2 separate regions of the Mus musculus genome follow, and region 1 is linked to region 2. Evidence: chromatin contacts called from public Micro-C data. All regions are on one chromosome and are shown on one strand. Each heading gives the region's core, a stretch centred on a gene start, on an enhancer-like site or on the middle of the called end of the contact. The rest is flanking DNA. Distances are from core to core; before and after follow the strand shown. Region 1 holds the start of Plcl2 (phospholipase C-like 2). Region 2 holds the start of Rftn1 (raftlin lipid raft linker 1).

What was found. Hi-C and Micro-C count contacts between places; a contact is called where the count stands out from the background.
Region 1: a contact with region 2 is called in a Micro-C map of embryonic stem cells, with 4 times the contacts expected there. The contact joins the promoter of Plcl2 here to the promoter of Rftn1 in region 2. A contact is called at or near these places in 1 of 39 promoter capture datasets (pre-B cells) and 8 of 484 Hi-C or Micro-C datasets (B cells, the N1E-115 cell line, embryonic stem cells and 1 more).

The regions. Positions count from the first base shown.
Region 1 is chr17:50,508,140-50,510,839 of GRCm38.p6, reverse strand. It overlaps Plcl2 (phospholipase C-like 2), which reads right to left and starts at 1,293. Exons shown (of 6, transcript NM_013880.3): 1 at 903-1,293. The coding sequence starts at 1,232.
Region 2 is chr17:50,189,160-50,191,971 of GRCm38.p6, reverse strand. Rftn1 (raftlin lipid raft linker 1) reads left to right here and starts at 1,475. Exons shown (of 10, transcript NM_181397.2): 1 at 1,475-1,751.

The DNA of each region.
Region 1 (2,700 bases), core at 44-2,543, 320 kb before region 2:
AGCAACATTCCATATTTGCTCCATATTTGAACAAGCCAAATGGGCTGATCTGGCTCAAGGTTCTACTTTTCGTAGCTTATCAACTTTCTCTTTTCACTTCGAGTCACAAGAAATATTTTTATGTTGCAACTACACTGCAATGTTTGAAGGAAGCCACCATAAACTCTTAATGTCACCTCTTGAAATTTAAAATTCACAAAACAACTGGTGGCTTTCTAAATAGCACCATGAAAAACAAAACAAACAAAAACAAAAACAAGCAAAAACCATTCCAAAGAAACTTGCTAATTTGGAGAGGCCTGCTTATAGCAGCTAGGAAAGAATTAAATTGTGCGGAACTGTATTCTCTCAGAGCTTTTGAGGCTAAAAAAGAGGAAATCTGTGTTTATGTTCCCTTTCTCCGAGTAACTGAAGGAGAGGTATTTACATTCCCCAAATACAATCACTTGCAAGGGGCAACCAATTACCCAGTAGATTAGAAGAAATCTATTAAATAATATATGTTCATTGCCTGGGGTTTTGAGAAAATATTTTCACATGATCCCTGTCCTTTAAAATACAATAGAAACCTTACAGGGAGTGTGCCACCATGCTAAGCTGCCTCTGAAAAGCCTGTCCTACCCAGGCAGGTACAAGGCCATTTAATTCCAAGTCAATCTGGAGAGAGGTGACAGCCCCAAGTTGCTCTGGGGATGTCAGAGCACAGCACTCCTGCACACTCAGATCACCTCTCCATTCTTTCCCAATGCCATCAGCTTTCCAATCCCTGCTCCAGCACTCCAAACACCCCTACACCCTGGCTTCCCCTTCGCAGTGGGCTCATTTTGCATCGCCTCCTTCCGCCACAGCTTCTCCGGGGCGGGGAAAGCGAGCCCAAGGACGCGCGCGGGTCTCCTACTTACCTTGATGATGCTGCTCCGGCGGGGCAGGCCGCCCGGTTTGCTGTCCCTGGGGACCGGACCGGCAGCTGGGCTAGGGGTCCGCGCGAGCGCCACGCCTAGAGGTCCCCTGCCAGGGCTGGTCCGGGCTTCGTCCCCGGACACGCCGAGGCTGCAGTCTCCGTTGGAAACCCCGCCGCTGTCATAGCGCGCCCGCCCGTGGCCGAGGCGACCTCCCCCGCCACCACCTCCGCCTTCCCCGGCTCCGGCTTTCAGGGCGCCCTTGGCGCCTAGGGCCGGGCTCGGGGAGGTGGGCAGGGCCCCTCCTGCGGCGCCCCGGCCACACTCCGCCATGGGCGCCCCACGACCCGCCTGCACAAAGCCGCGTCCCCGCGTCCCCGCCGCCGCCGCCTCGGGCCGCTGCGCGCGGCCCCTCCTCCTCGCCGCCGCCGCCGCCTCGGCCGCTTCTTCCGCTTTTTCTTTTCTTTTTTTTTCTTTTTTTTTTTTTTCTTTCTCTTTTTGGTTGGGATGTGGCGCGTGCAGCGAGCTCGCCTCCGGCGCGAAGGACGTCGTGCAGGCGGAATTACCTCTGGGGTCCTGCCGGGGTCGGGGAGAGAGAGAGGAGAGAGGAGTCAGCTTGGGCGGCGGCGCCCCCGCTGCCGGCACCTGGGGAAGGAAAACACGCCCCGGCACACGCGCCGCTGCGGGCGCCAAAAATAACGCGCGCGCGCCAGCGCCCACCGCCGCGCGCCGCGTCCCCTCCGGCCCCGCGCTCACCGACGAGCGCCGCGTCCCCTCCGGCCCCGCGCTCACCGACGAGCTCGCGGCGGCGGGGCGCGAGGGACACGTGCGCCCACTCCGCGGCGCTGGCGACACGCGGAGGCGCGGCGCGCGGGGCTCCGGGGTTCCCGGCTCCGCCCAGGCCCGTCAGTCTCCCCCCCCCCCCCCACACCTTCAGGGCTCAGCCGAGGCCCAGGGCGGCTTCTGATGGCCCCCGGGCCCACCGCCACTTACCCGCGGCCATCGCCTCCCGGGCTTCGCGCTGCCCCCTACAGGCCGAGGGGACCCGTCCGGGCTCCGGGCACGGGCGTTGCGGTTGTGGTCGCTCTCCTAGGCCGGCTCAGCGAGGCGCACGCCACAGCCAGCTGTCAGTCACCTGAAGGCATCCCGAGGGGGACAGCGAACCCGCAGGCCGCGGGCGAGCTGAGGGTCCTGGGGCTGTGGTCTTGGCCGCTGCACCTCGCGTCCAGCTCCAGCCCTTCATTCGGAACCCGCTCCCTTCCCACCCTGCTCCCCCTGGGCTTCCTCAGTGGAGCAAACCCATTTCCCATACAGAAACCAATCCTCTTGCGTGTCCTTGGGCTGCTAAACTCAATGAGCACGACAGGTTGCCAGGATCTGGGGTAGGGATGGCATGGCTGGCAGGCGTTGAGAGACAGAAGACCTCCGCAGAGTTTATTTGGTGCCTCTGGGTTGTCCCACGGAGGTTTATCATTGTAGTCTGTGTCTTTCCTAAACCTGACACTAGAGAGACTTGCTTGTTCAACCCCTAGTGGGTACCATCCAAATCAGGACCATCGTTTGGGACAGGATCAAAAATCAATGATTAACATGTCGCTCTCATATGCAAATACTTTCCTTAAACCTCCATTCCTGGAGCCAAGGAAGAACGCAGGGCCACTGTGTAGCCTGGCAGAGCCATTGGCAGAAGAGCAGGACGAGTGCACTGTGTGGTACCAGAGGCTCCACCCACCTCCCCAACCCAGCCACCCTGAGGTCCAGTTTCATGCCTGGTTCTGGCTTCCCAGTTTTTCTCTCACTG
Region 2 (2,812 bases), core at 226-2,725:
TAATCTGTCTCCTCTCTGTGTCTCTCCATGTTTGTCTCTCTCCCTCTGCCTCTGCCTCTCCCTGTCCTCCTCCTTGTCCCTCTCTTCTTTGATGCCCTGCGATTTCTTGTTGACCACTGGCTGGCACTGTTAGGTTCTGTTAGGTGCTGTTTTCTCTCTGTAGTGACCATCAACGGTCCTGAACACTGGTGTAAGAGTCCTGATTTCCAGGTCTCAGCAGGATCTTTAGCGGAAAGGCACCCTCCCTCCCTTTGACTTCATAAATAAATGTTCAACACTGGGGTGCCCTGGACCCCTGTCCTGGCTTATTATTTCCAGACATGAACTAGGGATAGGGAAATGTGGAGAAAAGTGGGCGGAATGCCGGGATGGGGTGGGTAAATAGGCAGAGGAGTAAAAAGACAATTCAGGGGCAGAGTGATGGGGGGAGTAGGAGAGGGCCACAGGGAAGAAAATCCCTGAGTAGCTCTCACAAGAGGAGTTCCTGTAAACAGGCAGTGCTGCCTCCCCCCTCGCGCATGTTTCTAGTACCAGAAGGACCTCATTAAAACACAGGGTCTAGATCAGCCAGCCCTCTGCCGCGTGTAGCTCCAATGCCTAAGGACCCTTCTTTGCCCAACCAGAACAGGGTAATCAATTAAATCTCAGCCCCTTATGGTAATGATGATAATAACGATAATCGCAGAATTATAGAACGCTTCCAAGCATTTTCCATTTAATAAGACACAAGGAAGTGCTGGTTGGCCGATGAACAGGCCCAAAGTCACCCCCAGTCACTGGGAAGTAAGGACAGAAGGCAGCAATCCATCCTGACCATTTGTCTCTAGGGTTCCTGCTCTCAAGCCCTGCACGGTAATTCTGTTTTGTTTTACTGGCCTCAAGGAGACAGGATTTCACACTTTCACTATGGTAAAGCAGCCCTGTTTTAGGGAACAGCCTTATGGATTCTCATTGGGGAATCCATTTTGCTAGGCTAAGATGACCCAATTGCATCAGGATCTCAAACCTTTGGATACCTGGATAAAGTCGGGAAAGAGGCTGAGGCCAGTGGTACTATTTCTCTTCCCAAGCACTACTTTCGGAGAGATAAACCTGGGAGCAGAAGCTGCCTGGGGACGTTCCCACCTGTGGAATGGGTCCAGAATGGATCTCTTTCTAGCTCTCCTCCCCGCCCTAGCCATCAATCAGCACGTTGATGGCCGTCGCCTTCCCAGTATTTTGGCTGCCACCTTGGTGCTCTCCTAAGCAGGTCCCAAAACCCAAGCCTGGGAAAGAGAGGTGGGGTTAGGGGGAGGGGGAGGGAGAGCCCGGTTGCGCGGCGCTGGCGACGCACGGGGCGGACGGGTCTCTCGTGCGGGGCTGCCAGGGGCCGCTCGGCTTCCCCCAAGAAGATGCAGCACAGCATATTTTGCACATGAGTTCAGAGGAAGAGGAAGTGTAGCGGGCGGACGCGCGGCGGAGGCGGCGGCGGCGGCGCGGGGTGGAGTGGGGGCGGCGGGGCTGGAATCAGAGCGCGCAGGGCGCAGAGCGCAGCGAGCGGGAGCGCGGCGGCCACTGGCTCTGGAGAGGTACCTGTGCGGCCAGCGCCGGAGGGACAGACGACAAGCGAGCGGCCGCGCCCCGCGCTCTGCCCCCACCCCCGGGGTCGCGTCGTCCGCGCGCCGCCCTGCTCTGCATGGCACAAACTTTCATCCCGGGACACAGCACGCTGTCTCCGCCCGCGCCACGGTCACCGCTGCTGGTCCCCTAAGGTAGGTGGGCGTGCGGCGGGCCGGCGAGGTGGCGCGCAGAGGCCTGGGTCGCTGGCTCTGCTGGCCCGGGATCCGGGTGAGCAGGCGACAGCTCCTCGTGGCACCTCGGGGGCTCCGGAGCTGTTAGGCGAGCCCCCTGGTGCAGGTCGCGTGGGGATGGGGACAGATCGATGGGACGCCAGATTCTGGGCCAACTTTTTTTCCCCCGATGAAGAGGGGGAAAAAAAGCAAAACAAACAAGCGAGAGAGCGTTGGGGTGAGAGGTCGCCTGCTGGGGGTCCTGGGCTTCGCAGGCGGAGGTCTGCTAGAAGGACGCGGAGGGGAGCTTGGAGGCTACAGGTGGGTCAGGACCCGGGGCCTTAGTGGGTACTGGGCCCGGAGCAGATGGGAGTTGCCACCGCCCACGTGCACCCGGAGACCTGGGCTCGACCCAGGGAAGAGGTGTGCGACTCTTGAGAGCAGGCAGGAGGGTACTCGGTGGAAATACTGAGAGCTAAATCCCAGGCACCAGAAATGGGGCTTTTCTCCTCTGAAAAGGGGATTTTTTTTCTTGCCTTGTTGTAACACACTTTTCTAGGCATGGGGCACACCAGGATGGGCATGGGGTCTGGGCGAGGAGGAGGGAGTGTGTATTTAAAGAAGCCTGACTGTCAGGCGAGTGCGCCAGGTCTACTGGCATCACTGTCTTTGGAGGCCAGAATCGCGCAGAGGGCAGGGTTAGCCCCGCGCGTGCTCCCTGATGCCTGTTGGCTGCTGGCTCTCAGCTGCCCCCTGTGGGCGGTGGGTGGTGTGAGTGAGTTTGTTTAGGGGCTTACAAACAAAAACTATTTTTTAAAAAGAATCTGGCACAGATCTTTGTATATGAGTGGCTGCCTAACTGCCCAGCAACAGACCCTCTGTTCATACAGCTGTTTTCAGAAGGGGCGCAGGGAGGTGGGGTGGGAGTGGGTGGTGGTGTTAAGGTCAGAACAGGTGTCTCCCAACGGCTACTATGGAGTGTCATCTCAGGATAAGCCTTTTCCAGGAAGGAAGCCCAGGGTGTAATGTGAGTGGCCTACAAA